Linked DNA regions of Mus musculus: regions 1, 2, 4 and 5 are each linked to region 3. Evidence: chromatin contacts called from public HiChIP or PLAC-seq and promoter capture Hi-C data. All regions are on one chromosome and are shown on one strand. The core of a region is the stretch at or near the end of the contact, and the rest is flanking DNA. Distances in the headings are between cores, read along the strand shown. Region 1 holds the start of Slc18a3 (solute carrier family 18 (vesicular monoamine), member 3). Region 2 holds the start of Galnt15 (polypeptide N-acetylgalactosaminyltransferase 15). Region 3 holds the start of Mettl6 (methyltransferase like 6). Region 4 overlaps Galnt15 (polypeptide N-acetylgalactosaminyltransferase 15). Region 5 holds the start of Nek4 (NIMA (never in mitosis gene a)-related expressed kinase 4).

Region 1 (2,700 bases), core at 60-2,559, 970 kb before region 3:
GGAAGAAGCTAAATCCGAGGCTAGCTTGGGATCTGAAGGCTCCTGTGATTCCGCAAGACAGGGAAAGTCCAATCTCAACGTCACCACCACCTCCAATCTCAGCTGACTGGCATCCTCTCTCCTTCCAGTCTGTGGACTGGAACTCGGGCCTCACGTGCCATCTAGGGTCAAAACTCTTCTGAGGACACACTGGGCCCAACGCATAGGCTGATCTGTTCAGCCTGTCGCCTGCAAATCAGGACGCTCAGCGTGTGCAGCCCTCCCGGAAGGAAGGTGAGCCTTCCTAAGCCTCTACTGACAGCAAAGCTGCAGAGGCCCTGCTGCGTGAGACCCAGAAGCTTCCACGCCACTTGTGAGCCCCACTCAAGACTTGGAGGCGGCCGGGGTGGGGGTGGGGTGAGGAAATGCAGAAAAGTGGGCGGAGGCTCTCAAGAGCAGAGGGAGGGTAAGGTCTGGAGAGAAGAGGGCCAGGGAGGAGTTAGAAAGAGGAGTGGGAGAGTAGAAAGGAAGGGAAAATAGGCGGAGCTGGGGGGGGGGGGGGGAGAGACCCGCGCCCGGAAAGCCGAAAAGGAGAGGCCAGGTAGGGGGAGGTCAAAAAGTGTTAGTTTTGACTTCCAGGACCCTGGGTGCAAAGAACGACTCCTCCTCTCAATACTCAAACCCTTAAAGACTGGAATTAGCTGCTAAGACTTTCTGCCTAAGGGCAGGTGGGTCGGAACCAGACCCTGAAGGCTCTGTACCTTCCCCCTCCCTTCCCGGAGGAGGGGATGAGACGGGCTGGGGGCGGGATTGAGGAAGGGGGTTGCTTGCGCTGTGCCTCTGGGTCCCGGCTGCGTGTTCCAGCTGCGAGAACAGATGGAGGCAGCGCGGCTCACCTCGGGGGCTCCGTGCCCGCTGTGCGCCGAAGTCCAGGCTGAGGAGGAGGTCTAGAGCCCCCGGCTCTCCCGTCTCCCACCAGGCTGCGGGGAACCGGCTGCCGCACCCCTCCTCCCAATTGGGGGAACCTCACCCCTATAGGTCCCAGAACTGGGGGAAACATAGGGCCGGTTCCTTCCACTGCTCACCCATCCCCAGGGGCTTGTCTAGGACTACAGCTCGCCAAGATCCCCTTCCCCTTGCTCCCAACCTGGAAACATCTCGGAAGCGGACCCCTGCCCGGACGCGCCCCGCCCCCGGCCCCCGGCCCCCGCCCCGACGACGTCCTATTAGCATGAGCGACGCCAGTGGCCCGGGCACCACTCGGGGGCCGAGACTCACCGCGTCATAGCCCCAAGTGGAGGGAGAAAAAAAAAAAAAAAGAGAGGCGGCGGTGGAGGAAGAGGCAAGAGCGGACGCGCGGGGAGGGCTGGAGAGACGGCGGGCGGCGGCAGCATGCCCCTGGGCGGGTGCACACGGCCTCTCTGCGCGGCAGGGGCTGCTCCTGCTCTCTCTGGGCACCGCGCGTCCAGTCTCCCGCCTCAGCCCCTCGGCTTGCCGGCCTCCGCGGTTGCATCCGAAACAGCGGCAACTGGTCCCTGGAGCATCTAAGAGCAGCGGCGCCGCGCGGGACAATCCTTGATTTTTTTTTTTTTTTCTCCTGAGCTCGGGGATATGAACCCCACAGCCACCTGAAGCACAGGGGGCGCTACGCGGCTAGGACCGCGCCCCCGAAGTACCGTACCCTAGCCTCTGCACTGCGGGACGCCGACACCCGACTCCGGTGGAGGCATCTTAGGAAGAGCAGCGGGTAGGGGCATGGAACCCACCGCGCCAACCGGTCAGGCCCGGGCGGCGGCCACCAAGCTGTCGGAAGCAGTGGGAGCCGCGCTACAAGAGCCCCAGAGGCAGCGGCGCCTGGTGCTGGTCATCGTGTGCGTTGCACTGTTACTGGACAACATGTTGTACATGGTCATCGTGCCCATTGTTCCCGACTATATCGCTCACATGCGCGGGGGCAGCGAGAGCCCTACCCTGATCTCTGAGGTGTGGGAACCCACCCTGCCGCCGCCCACTCTGGCTAATGCCAGCGCCTACTTGGCCAACACCTCGGCGTCCCCGACGGCTGCCGGGTCGGCTCGGTCAATCCTGCGGCCTCGCTACCCCACAGAAAGTGAAGATGTGAAGATAGGCGTGCTATTTGCCTCCAAGGCCATCCTGCAGCTTCTGGTGAACCCCTTAAGCGGGCCTTTCATTGATCGCATGAGCTACGACGTGCCGCTGCTTATTGGCCTGGGCGTCATGTTCGCCTCCACAGTCATGTTTGCCTTTGCAGAAGACTATGCCACGCTCTTCGCTGCGCGCAGTCTACAAGGCCTGGGCTCAGCCTTCGCGGACACGTCTGGCATTGCCATGATCGCCGACAAGTATCCCGAGGAGCCTGAGCGCAGTCGTGCTCTGGGCGTGGCGCTAGCCTTCATCAGCTTTGGAAGCCTAGTGGCGCCACCGTTTGGGGGCATCCTCTACGAGTTCGCGGGCAAGCGTGTACCCTTTCTAGTGCTCGCCGCCGTGTCGCTCTTCGACGCACTCCTACTCCTGGCGGTGGCTAAGCCTTTCTCAGCTGCGGCTCGGGCGCGGGCCAACCTGCCCGTGGGCACACCTATCCATCGCCTCATGCTAGACCCTTACATCGCTGTTGTAGCCGGAGCGCTCACAACTTGTAACATTCCCCTTGCGTTTCTCGAGCCCACCATAGCCACGTGGATGAAGCACACAATGGCGGCA
Region 2 (2,700 bases), core at 44-2,543, 530 kb before region 3:
GAGATGGAAGGTTCCTCGAAGCTTCTGCTCCCATCTCACTGTGTGACCTAGGGGGACTAAAGGCAGGCCTGGGAAGAGAATGAACGAATGAGATCGTCCCTCCCTCGGGACTTGTTAGTAGCTCATCAGTGACTCTGGGGCTTCTGACTGAGCAGGTCTGAGACAGGATTTGAGGATCTCCAATTCAGGCACTTCATCAGCCAGGCTGATATCTGGCCCCAGGGCCCACATCTTAAGGAGCACTGTCCTAAGGGAGCACTGTCCTAAGGATGGGAGAGGCAGACTGCAGAGTTGGCACCTGGGACTTTACTACCACTGAGTCACACGCTTAGACTGGAGAAGAGATGGCAGGGCCCTTACTTACAGTGGGTGTCGCACCTCGGGCAGGACTCTCCTCAGGGGCAGGCGGGCACTGAGTGGCTTGTTGAGGCCATCTGAGTCCGGGCCAAGTGGGGTCAGCACCTCTTCTGATTCCTCCCCATCCTCTTCGGTCCTCCAGTCCTTTTCCAGGGCTTCCTCATCCCATCTCCTGCTCCTGTGTTTGATGAACTGGTAGCTGCCCTGTCTCCTGCCCTGGCTCTGACTCCTCCTAGCTCTGGGTGAGGCCACGGCCACCAGCAGTTGATCCTCCTGCAGGGAGATGAAGGATGGCAGGCCATCCAAGAGACTGTACTCATCACCTTCAGTCTCAGCCTCCAGGACCCACTCCTGAGAGTCTCCAAAGTCCAGGCGGTACCCCGTGTCAGGGCTGTGTTTGCTGGCCTGAGCTGTGACAGCCTGGTGCAGGGTGGGCGGGGGAGGATGCAGCAGGATCACCATCATCAGGACACATCCCAGAGTCAGGAAGAGTAGGAGGAACTGAAGCCTGGAACGTCCACTCCTGGGTCGCTTCCTCGGGAGCATGTCGCAGCCACTCGCCACGAAGCAACAGGTCCTGATCAAGTTTGCTTCCTCCTTGCTATCCAGGTACCTTCAAGCTCGAAACTGAACCTGGGCTGTTCATTCCAGCTAAAAGGCTTTTTGCCATCCACCTGCACCTCTTATCCCACCAGACGTTTGCTAACGTCTATATGCTAACGTAGCATTTATAAGACCCACTGCCCTCTAGAATCAGAAAGCCACCAGAGCCTGGGCTCCTGGGTCCTCTCTGAGTGTTAGCTGTCTTCTGAGAAGGGTCTCCGGTTGTTGGCTCCTCTCTCACCCTGCTCTTGTCCATCCTGCTCTGGTGATTAGCCCATGTTCTTTCCCCCTCTGCATGAGTGGTCAGGTTCTACAAGCTGTCTGGGGCGAGTTGCTGGGGGATTCAGTCAAGCCAAGATGACAGACATCCTCCTTGGGATGCCTTGAGTCAGGTCAGAGCAACAGATGTAAAGCCGGCAGGCACGGTCGGGGTTTCCTTTCACACATACCTCCAGCTCTGCAGGAACCCTCTGCCAGATAGGACAGGGAGCCAAGTGTGCGTCTCGCTCCTGGTCCTAATGCCCCCGTGTTCCCAGGCTTTGCACAGCCACACAGCGTCACCCCAAGAGCCGATCCAAAACAGCAACCTCCCAGGAGTTCAGACTTGAGCACCATTCATAGGGAGGCATCCTCTCCCCACCCAGAAGAGCAGGAAGGAGAATTCCCTTCTGGTTTGGACAGGCTGCCAAGGTGACGCAGATGCCAGGAGCCAGCTGCCTGTCAGCACCTTCAATCTCCCAAGGCAATCTGCCTGGCTCCTTCCTGGGGCCCCACTAGCCTTTCCTTTCTAAAAGTGAGGAGCAGAGGGAGCCCTTGTAAGTCTGGCTACCTGGCTTCCTCAGAAGCACCTGGAGGCTGATGGAGGACAGGCATACTTCAAGCTCTTTCAGTCTTCAAACTCCATTTAGCTTGTACACACATAATGAGCAGCTGCCGGCCATATGCCCCCAACTGTTCCCTGGGCCAGGAGTATAACAGAGAATGAAGTCAAACTGGGACCTCCGGGTGCTTACATGACAGTGAGGGAGATGGAGAGATGGTCTGTTAGTGTCTGGAGGTCAGACTATGTCAAGGGCCAAGGGGGAGGGGCAGGGGGCGGGGGGCGGGGACGAGGCAGAGATGGGAGCTGGGGAATATGGGCTGGAGGTTAAAAATCAATCTGAAGTGGCACTGTGTGTTTCCTAGAAGAACCAGCATCTGTGTAATGGGGAGAGTCACAGAAGGAGTAACAAAGGCGAGGCTCTGAAAGGAGTGGGTCTGGTATAGGGAACAGCGGGCCAGAGCATAGCAGGCCAATCGCACTGTGATGGAGCCACTATAGGTGAGGAAGCACAAAGGAAGGGAGATAAGGAGGGCATGGTTGGAGCAGAGGCAAAAGGAGACATGACAGGAGGCAGAGCATGGTGGGCGGTGGATTACTGAGAAGTAAGGCATGCTGGGAGATGGAGCATAATGGGAAATGGGGCACAATGAGAGATGGCACAGGGCAGCGGGCATGACGGGAGGTGAAGAGCAGTCAGAGGCAGCGCAATGGGAGGGAGCATGGAGCAATGGGAGTGAAGGAAAACGGAGATGGAACATGGTTGTGTGACGGACACACGTCCCCAGAAAAGAATCCCACAGCAGACCAAAGTAATGACTGCACCAAAGTCGTTTGGTGGGTCATGAGTTTTAATTGGGGTTACTAACAGGAGTATGGGTCAGGGGTTACAGGAAGAGGGGTGGTGCAGAAAAGCAGCT
Region 3 (2,700 bases), core at 133-2,632:
GACAAGAGGCCACACAGAGATGGGACTTTAATATCTAACACACCCCCCTGCCTGTGTGTTGAGTCACATCGATTAGCTCCCATGACAAAGCAGGTCTTAACCCACACTAACGCTACCGGAAACCCGACGCCTGTGATTCACAGGGATGTGCTTGGTTTGGTCAGCCATGTCCTGACTCAGGACACACAGTGGCAATACCCCTTTCAGAGTCTATAATCACGTAGGAAAGGGCCCAACATAATGACTCTTTCCACATTCCTTATGCTGCCTTCTTCATTTTCCAAACATAGATCAGGCTTTAATTTATGCCAGATGCACAAACTCTAATTTTATTCTTCACCCACAAGTGAGTTGGCCCAGAAGTTAAGGTGAAGTAGGTGACATTAATCTAGCTAGGTATGGTGGATCAGGTCCATATTTTCAGCACCACAGAAGCTGAGGTAGGAGGACTGCAGCATGTTCAGCGCTGGCCTGAATTATATAGTAATTTCTAGGCCAGCATCACTAGTAAGACTGTCTCGAACAGCAACAACAACAAAATCAGTGTCATAAGCAGAGAGGAAGAAGAAACCTTATGGGTGGCACGAAGAATGCAGGTTCCCTGGCTGTGGAGGAGACCAAGAGCAAGGGGAAAGGAGCAAGGGAAGGAATGAAGTAAACGACACTCGTAGCAAACGGAAGACTTTTCCAGGGCAAGAGCCCTGATGGAAGAATTCGACAAAGAGAACGGGGACACAAGGGAGGAGAAATGGGCATCGCTACTAAAGGAGAAAAGTTTGGCTTAAGGGCTGGGAAGGGGAATTTGAAATAAAGGGGCTATGACTTTCTGAAGTGGTATTTGAGACTGTAAAGTAAAAGAATAGTTGGCAGCAATCAGAGGTTTGGTTTGGGAGAAGAGATTTCAAAGTAAAAGAGCAGATCGAAGTTCCAGAGGCTAAGGGATGAGAGGTAAGGAAAGCGACGCTTTCGAGCCGGGATTAGCCAGGGGAGTCTGGGCTTGCACGTGGCGGCCAGGGAGCCCCAAGTGAACCTGGAGGGGCGCTCACTCACAGCGAATCGTGTGGAAGGAGGCCCGCGGCCGCTTCTCGAAGCTTTCCCCTAGCCGCAGACAGTGTTCCTCCCGGTCCAGCAGCGGGTTCGCCGTGCCGTTCATGGCCTTGCACTTGCCCGGCACCCGGATTGGAGCTCTCCTCGCGCGGCCGCAGTCCCCCCGGATCCCCGCGCAAGCGGCCCGCAGGACCGCGCTCCCGGGACACCGCTCCGGAGCGCGCACTGAACCAAGTCCGCGCCCACCCGGGGCCGGAAACCAATCTACTCCGCGTCTCGAGAGACTCTGCGGAAGTAAGGCCGCTGCACTTCCGGCATTGGGGAGGGACTTCCGTCTCCCCAACGGAAATAGCGGGGGCAGTGCCATGGAGAGAGAGTTCTCCGGGACTGCTGCAGCCCACAGTTTTCTGGTCTAAGGAGGAGCCCAGGTCAGCTAGAAGATTCTGCTGCCGACGCCTGGGCTTGACTGACGGGTGAGTGCGCCCTGACCTGTTCTTTGCTGGGGACCCTGGGAGCTCAGAGCGTGGGGAACTGAGTGGACGCGAGTTTGAATGTAGGTATGAGTGTCCCTGGACATGCCCGAGACCCTAGCGGCCTGCTTTATCCGAGGGTTCAGAGAGCGATGACGGTTCTCGGGACCTCAGTCACCCTTCCCCCTACTTCGCTCCATGGTTGCGATGAGAGGATTTCAGTTCTCCTGGCCGACGACGCTTCCTTCAGTTTATGGGTACGATCAGAAACCCCGGCCTCTCCGGATCAGCTCCGTCACCTCCTTAGCCCCCCCGCGATCCCGTGTCTGTTAGGCAATCGTCTACCCGCTTTCGGTTAGGGCGGTTGTTGCCGTTGTTTTGAAGTCACGTTTCCCACGGGCACTGAACGTTGATGAGAATTTTTTTTTCTCACATTTTCTCAGTCAACTCGTGGATGCGTCCCTTTGCCCTAAGTAAACCTATTTCTTGTAGTACTTGGCTCATCTGATTTGAATTGGGAGTCCGGTCCGTGAGAGTTCTGGTCTCTGAGTGTAGTAAGCTCTATGCAGTAGAGACTGTCTTGGTCTTTATGACCTCTCCAGACCCCGGCAGGGTGTTGGGCAGAGTCAGCATCTCGGGAGTGTTAAGTGAATTGACCCCGGAGCCTTAAAGAGCCCTCCGGGAACCTCTCCCCGAGTCTTGGACTCGTTTAGAATCCAAGCTCTAGAAATAATAAAGAACGATCTAGCTTGATGAGGCCCTGGTCACCCGAGTTGGGAGGATGAGGCAAGAGGAAGTACATTCAAGGGACAGGCTGGGCTTCAGGGACAGCCCCTGGCTCAGATGAACAGGATGGGGAGAGAAGCAGGCAGGTTGTTAGAGAATCACTAGTCAGAATCAATCAGTCAACCCCCTCCCCCCCTTTCTCTTTCCTAAGTAGCATCGTATCCTGTTGGAGCTGGAAAGTCACCTGGGGAAACTGCATCAGAGAAACTCCAGTGTCTACAATCTCAGCATCGTTTGTTCAGATGGTTGAAGAACAGAGGACCTATAGCAGCATTGAATGTGTTTCCGGCAACTACAATGGCTTCTTTCCAAAGGAAAGGACTGCAAGCAAGGATTCTTAGCACTGAAGAAGAGGAGAAACTGAAAAGAGACCAAGCTTTGGTGTCTGCTTTTAAAC
Region 4 (2,700 bases), core at 84-2,583, 560 kb before region 3:
GATATGGAAAAAACCCATCTAGAAGCTTAGAATAAATTTCCTGGGACTGAGACTTTAGGAAGAAGTGTGTGTGTGTGTGTGTGTGTGTGTGTGTGTGTGTGTGTGTGTGTGTGTTGATAGCCACACCAGGGCTCCACGTTGGTGGCCTCTGGTTTTCAGCAAGACACAGAGGGGCCCAGTAGGCTGTAAATACTTTACATGCTGTGTTGGGCTGACTCCATCCAACATGCTGTGTTCTAAATGACTCTGTCTAATGGAAGGTTGGCTCAGGTACATCAGAAGCCTGAATATATTTAATTTTTTTATGGGTCCTTTATAAATGAAATCTGCATTGACATTAAACAAGGGTCATGTGAAAGCAAAGAGAAAATACTAAATTGACACCCATTACATAAGAGGAAAGAAAAAAAAAAGATGTTCTAGCCTAAAGGAAGCCAGAAATTAAAAGCCACAGCTGCTCTGTTGTCTCTTTAGAACTCCACAGAAAGATACCTGCTCCCCACTGTCAAATGGGTAAGCTCTAAAATCTTTTTTTTTTTTTTTTTGAGACAGGGTTTCTCTGTATAGCCCTGGCTGTCCTGGAACTCACTTTGTAGATCAGGCTGGCCTCGAACTCAGAAATCTGCCTGCCTCTGCCTCCTGAGTGCTGGGATTAAAGGTGTGCGCCACCACACCCGGCAAATCTAAACTCGTTAGCTCAGCCCTCAGCCGCTTCAGGATCTGCCTCCAACCCCTACTCTGGTGTCTGAGTGATCCCAGGCAGCCATAGCTGAAGCATACTTCTGGGGTGTGTCTAGATTTAGGATTAAGTAGAGTCCTGATGAGAACTGCCCTTTTACCTACAATGCTCCTCTACAAATCCAAGCCAGAAGCTACAGTAGTGGGGTCCCTCCTGTGTGAAAAAGGAGCTGGTCTACTCTGGGTGTTACTTGGACTCACTCAAGGGGACACAGAGGGAACTCAAGCTACCTCAACCTTGGGGTCTGCTTTGAAATTTTATGTCATCTCCCATTAGAGAGACCACAGATACAAGTTCAAGGAGTTCTGAGAATTGTCTGGAGGCTGTCTGCTGTAGGGAAAAGGGTGCATTTGGATAAAAAGGGAACAAAATCCTAAGGACTTTAAGAAAAGGTACTGAGTACTGGGTACTGGGGCTCTTTCATGGCTCAACCTTGTCTGACTTTCCCTAATGCGGTGGTATGGGTGTGTCTCTCTGAGGACCCTGCCTTCATCTGTGCTATCTAGCAGTGGGCTGGTGAGAGACTGGTGAGAGCCGTTTCCTTACTACGCCAGTCCTTTGGGCCCCCACTTGCAGTGTGTCAAGTGTCGTGGCAGCCTGTGACTCACAGCAGAGCTTGTGTTAGTCACGCCACAGGAACTGACCAACTCACAGGGCACACTGAGGGGCACTTAATTACGTGATTAAAACTTCAACCTTCTGTGGCTTTTTTGAGTTTCATACTTATTTTTATACTCAGATCTGTTCTTTGTCTTGGATATTCCCTAATCCCTGAGTACCACTCAGGATGAAAGTCCTAAGAGTCATGGCTCATCCCTTATCGGGCTCTGTGGTGAAAGGCGGCATCCAGGACATAGCATCCTATAACAGTCTGGGAATTCCAGGCAGAGGTCAACTGTGATACCCTTATGTTGGCCAAAGGCCGCTACTAGTCCCTTCTTACCTTGCTCAGGGTGAAGGCCTCTGGGATGTGCCTGTAGAAGGTTTCCTTGAAGGATGATAGCCAGGTCTCAGCAATGATGATCTTGTTCTTCAAGGCGACCTCGGGGTCAGGCCTGGAGCTGGCATCTTGGCTTCGGTAGATGTGTCCCACTCGAGAGCAGGGAAGGATTTCAACAGAGCCACCGCAGAGCCAGGCCTGTCACAGAAGGAGAAAGTGAGTAGCTCTCCCTCCCACCTCCCTGTCTGTGAGCCACTGGCAGAACACCCACTAGTCATAAGCCAGAGTGACCATTTCAATGCTCAGAGTGCACTTTCCAGATCAGAGAGTTTGGGCAGCAAGGCGGGAGGGACAACAGAGGGCAGTTGTCCTAGACTGGAACTGAGGGGTAATGGCTGACAGCTATGCAGCTTCCTGAACACCACTGGGAAACACCTACAGAGTCAGTCTGCAAAGCAGTTCAGGGGTCAGCACCCCCACCTACCCGGGAATGCTTTCTCAGGAAGATATGTCTGCAGTGGCTAGGAAATTTCTAAAAAACCAGTGCTGTCTCCTGCTGAGAAGACACAAGAGGTAAAAGCGTACCCCCTTCTTCACTCATTCCAGAAGCTTCTCCCAGCTCCCCACTGCCCGTTGGACAAGAAGCCTTCATTCTATAGTTGGTGACAGAAATTACAGTGGAGAAGTGCTGGGCCAAGCCTTGGTTCAAGAACTAAAAAGCACACCAGGCACAGGGTTCTCAAAGCCTGTGTCCCAAGATACCTCGGAGAACTCCAAGGGCACTGCAGACATCTGTCATTTGTTAGAGAAGCAGCAGACTTGGTCATTATGCAGACTGCAAGCCTGGTGTAATTCACATGCCCACATTAGATGGGTCTGCCCATGTTATAGAATGGACACCTTTGCTGGGTTGGGCTTTCGACAGTTGGTGTGACTGAACAGCAAGCACAATGCTGTGATCAGTGTGGCACAGACAGTGAAGGTGGTGGCTGTCCAGCATGGTTCCCAGGACAGAGGGCCC
Region 5 (2,700 bases), core at 113-2,612, 540 kb after region 3:
AGCTTGTGTTCTAGGCAGAGAATCTAGCATATGACACAAGGAGTGGGTCCTATACTTGAGGGGTGGCGGCTCTCTCAGCTTGTTGCTGCCACTGGCTTGGTAGAACTAAGAACTATGAAACATCGCTCATCAGTTTCATAATTGTGCCTGTTTGTGCACAACATTCTATGGCCACCCTGATAGCAAAGAATACTGAAGAACTGGTTCATTAGACTCTGGGTGATGGCATAAAGTAATTTACATAAAGGAGTAACATCAGATTTGAGTTTAAGAAAGATGTCTGCAAACCGGGCGGTGGTGGCGCATGTCTTTAATCCCAGCACTTGGGAGGCAGAGGCAGGCAGATTTCTGAGTTCGAGGCCAGCCTGGTCTACAAAGTGAGTTCCAGGACAGCCAGAACTATACAGAGTAACCCTGTCTCCAAACAAACAAACAAAAAGAAAGAAAGAAAGAAAGAAAGAAAGAAAGATGACTGCAGTAGAAGAGACAGGTTAGAGGGGAAAAAAAAGCAGGCAGCAGGAACTAGTTGGGGAGTGGGCATTTAGCCAGAAAGACTGGTGGCCTGTACTAGGGTGGAGATGCCGGTTTGACCTAGTGACAGGAATAGAACCAGCGTTGGGGACATTAAAGGTAATTGTTACCAGCTTAGGAAACTGCATGGCTGGTCAAGCTACTCACTGAAATAGGGTCCATGAGAAAGTGCTGGCGAGAAGATGCTGAGATGAGTTTTTAAGGAGTACAAACTACACAAGAGACAGGGCTTGCACGGTGGCCCTGAACTAGGCTTTGGGAACACATGGCCCCTGTTCTCAAGAAAATTTCAGGTGACAGGAGGTTTGCAGATAAAGAAAACTAATACCGAAGAATAGACAAAATCCGGGGCTCCTATTATAGGGGAAGTTGAGAAGCTGACCTCTTATCTGAGAAGAGTCCCTGCCCATCACTCCGGGCCTGTACATTTGAGGATGCCCTAGACGTATCCCTTCCCTCATCGCCCCGGCCAGGTCCCAAGTCCCCGACCTGCTTGCCGTCTCGCCGATGCTTCACGAGCGTCACCTCCCCGTAACTACCCCTGCCCACGACCCGCATGTAGCAGTATGCGGCCTGGGGCATGTTCCCGAAGGAGGCCTACAGTCGGGAAGCTGTGGCAGCGGCGCGTAAGGCTGCGGGAGGCCCCGCTCATGCCAGACGGGAGGTGAAGTACTCCATAAACGCGGCCCACCGCGGGCAGGAGCTTCGAGGCCCGGCCCACCCGGACGCCGCTACCATAGCGATACTGGCGGGGTAGTCCTGCGCATGCTCAGAGTTGGAAGACGCGCCATAGAGTCGACCTAGCGGTGGCCAGAGCTGCTCCTCGTGCTTGGGGGAGGACCTACCATCGAGCCGTCGCGGAAGCGGCCAGAGCGGTTCGGCAGCCCCGGAGGACCTGCCATAGAGCTTCGCTCCTGGAAGGCCAGAGCGACTCCCGAGCCGCACTTCCTGCGTTTTGGTTCTACATTTGCTCATTGAATCCTTTCTGGTTCTAAGCGAGTTACGCGTATGGTTCATTCGTTCTACAAATATTAACCGGCTATGTGCTTGGCTCACATTCAGTTAAAAGAGTGGCCAACTCTAGGCTTCACCAATGATGTTTGCTCTATTTGTTTTGTAGCGTGTCAGTATTCGGCCTGCCGTTTTGGTGCATTTGGTGAAGACGTCAATACACTTCATCCCTCAAAGTTTCAGCCTGCTTTACTGAGACTGGCAAAGATCTCTCACAGAATGATTGCAAACCCACCATCCTGAAAGGCTTGCCAGAACTTCACATGCTGCTTCCACGGAGCACCAAGGCCCCCTTTTAACGCCTGTCTGTGAATGCACAAGGCTGCGAAAAGAGCTACCTGCCTTGCCTGAAGAATTTACTTTTAAACAGGCGCACAGTTACTCATTATCCCTCTGTCCCGTTGAGATATATATGCATATGTCTTCTACAAGCCAGAAATGTTTTCCTCCAGGACAGAAAGCCCTTCCTTTGAAATGTAAATCATCAAAAAATTTTGGCGTCTGTTTCCCATTTTGTGTGGGAAGATATAATCCCATCTTCTATAATTGCCAACTAGTAAATTGTAATTGCTTTTACAATGACCAACTGTTATTATTTATTATTATTATTATGTTACTGTTGTTGAGATAAGATCTTCCTCTACAGCTCATCTTGCAATCCTACTCTTGTGTGTTGAGTTTACAGCCATGTAATAGTAACATGCTCCCAAACCTTTGTAATTTTTTTCATTTTTCTAAGGAATTCCGTTTCTCATTTCTCTATTTTCCTATTTTCCCTTCATTGTTTGTTGGTGCGTGTGTGAGTGTGCGTGTGTGTGTGTGTGTGTGTGTGTGTTTGTGTGCACGCGTGCGAGCGCGTGTCTTAGAAGAGGTCTCATGTCACCATGTAATCCAGGGTTTTAGAGATCGGCCTGGCTCCGCCTTGAGTGTAGAATTATAGGTGTGTGCCCCCATGCCCAGCCCTCATTCTCGTCTTAAAAGGCCCAGTTACCTCTGCACAGTTGAATGAAGCGCAACTTTCCCTGCTACTGTCAATAGTTACTACACAGCAGTCTGCCCCCTCTGCTCTAGCAAATGTTTGCTTTTGTTTATCTTTAGCAATATCACTAACTAGAATTCAATATTTATTTAAGGTTCCACTTTGTTTGGTTTTCTTTC

The links. Promoter capture Hi-C pulls out the DNA fragments that hold promoters and counts their contacts. HiChIP or PLAC-seq counts read pairs in DNA pulled down with a chosen protein or histone mark.
Region 1: a contact with region 3 is called in an H3K4me3 HiChIP or PLAC-seq map of embryonic stem cells, with 2.3 times the contacts expected there. The contact joins the promoter of Slc18a3 here to the promoter of Mettl6 in region 3. A contact is called at or near these places in 2 of 39 promoter capture datasets (hippocampal neurons and stem cell-derived epiblast-like cells) and 2 of 115 datasets of contacts at active chromatin or transcription factors (embryonic stem cells and stem cell-derived neural progenitor cells).
Region 2: a contact with region 3 is called in an H3K4me3 HiChIP or PLAC-seq map of pro-B cells, with 4 times the contacts expected there. The contact joins the promoter of Galnt15 here to the promoter of Mettl6 in region 3. A contact is called at or near these places in 9 of 39 promoter capture datasets (the 3T3-L1 cell line, the SN4741 cell line, frontonasal cranial neural crest and 5 more), 2 of 484 Hi-C or Micro-C datasets (adipose-derived mesenchymal stem cells and embryonic fibroblasts), 7 of 115 datasets of contacts at active chromatin or transcription factors (astrocytes, bone marrow-derived macrophages, cardiomyocytes and 4 more) and 2 of 9 other capture datasets (adipose tissue and embryonic stem cells).
Region 4: a contact with region 3 is called in a promoter capture Hi-C map of 3T3-L1-derived adipocytes, with 5 times the contacts expected there. The contact joins the enhancer-like site here to the promoter of Mettl6 in region 3. A contact is called at or near these places in 8 of 39 promoter capture datasets (the 3T3-L1 cell line, 3T3-L1-derived adipocytes, the C10 cell line and 3 more), 1 of 484 Hi-C or Micro-C datasets (the Ba/F3 cell line), 7 of 115 datasets of contacts at active chromatin or transcription factors (the NIH/3T3 cell line, bone marrow-derived macrophages, embryonic forebrain and 4 more) and 3 of 9 other capture datasets (embryonic stem cells, liver and macrophages).
Region 5: a contact with region 3 is called in a promoter capture Hi-C map of liver, with 4 times the contacts expected there. The contact joins the promoter of Nek4 here to the promoter of Mettl6 in region 3. A contact is called at or near these places in 10 of 39 promoter capture datasets (cranial neural crest, embryonic stem cells, erythroid cells and 6 more), 3 of 115 datasets of contacts at active chromatin or transcription factors (astrocytes, large pre-B cells and trophoblast stem cells) and 2 of 9 other capture datasets (adipose tissue and liver).

Annotation. Positions count from the first base shown.
Region 1 is chr14:32,463,459-32,466,158 of GRCm38.p6, reverse strand. It overlaps Slc18a3 (solute carrier family 18 (vesicular monoamine), member 3), which reads left to right and starts at 1,309. Exons shown (of 1, transcript NM_021712.3): 1 at 1,309-2,700. The coding sequence starts at 1,735. Chat (choline acetyltransferase) reads left to right here and starts at 250. Exons shown (of 16, transcript NM_009891.2): 1 at 250-352.
Region 2 is chr14:32,027,696-32,030,395 of GRCm38.p6, reverse strand. It overlaps Galnt15 (polypeptide N-acetylgalactosaminyltransferase 15), which reads right to left and starts at 1,293. Exons shown (of 10, transcript NM_030166.3): 1 at 365-1,293. The coding sequence starts at 903.
Region 3 is chr14:31,493,722-31,496,421 of GRCm38.p6, reverse strand. It overlaps Mettl6 (methyltransferase like 6), which reads left to right and starts at 1,382. Exons shown (of 6, transcript NM_025907.4): 1 at 1,382-1,520; 2 at 2,458-2,700. The coding sequence starts at 2,601. It overlaps Eaf1 (ELL associated factor 1), which reads right to left and starts at 1,343. Exons shown (of 6, transcript NM_028932.4): 1 at 1,051-1,343. The coding sequence starts at 1,153.
Region 4 is chr14:32,048,999-32,051,698 of GRCm38.p6, reverse strand. Galnt15 (polypeptide N-acetylgalactosaminyltransferase 15) reads right to left here. Exons shown (of 10, transcript NM_030166.3): 6 at 1,683-1,877. Among named protein-coding and RNA genes, the nearest start is that of Galnt15, 21 kb to the right of the region's middle. Within about 2 kb of position 1,333, at least 37 of the 459 cell types and tissues checked have an H3K27ac peak or open chromatin away from gene starts, as enhancers often do. A contact at or near this core is called in 3T3-L1-derived adipocytes, the NIH/3T3 cell line, bone marrow-derived macrophages and 1 more, where this site is marked.
Region 5 is chr14:30,950,039-30,952,738 of GRCm38.p6, reverse strand. Nek4 (NIMA (never in mitosis gene a)-related expressed kinase 4) reads right to left here and starts at 1,362. Exons shown (of 15, transcript NM_011849.3): 1 at 1,021-1,362. The coding sequence starts at 1,113. Gm41121 (a long non-coding RNA gene) reads left to right here and starts at 1,305. Exons shown (of 2, transcript XR_874490.3): 1 at 1,305-1,537; 2 at 1,652-2,307.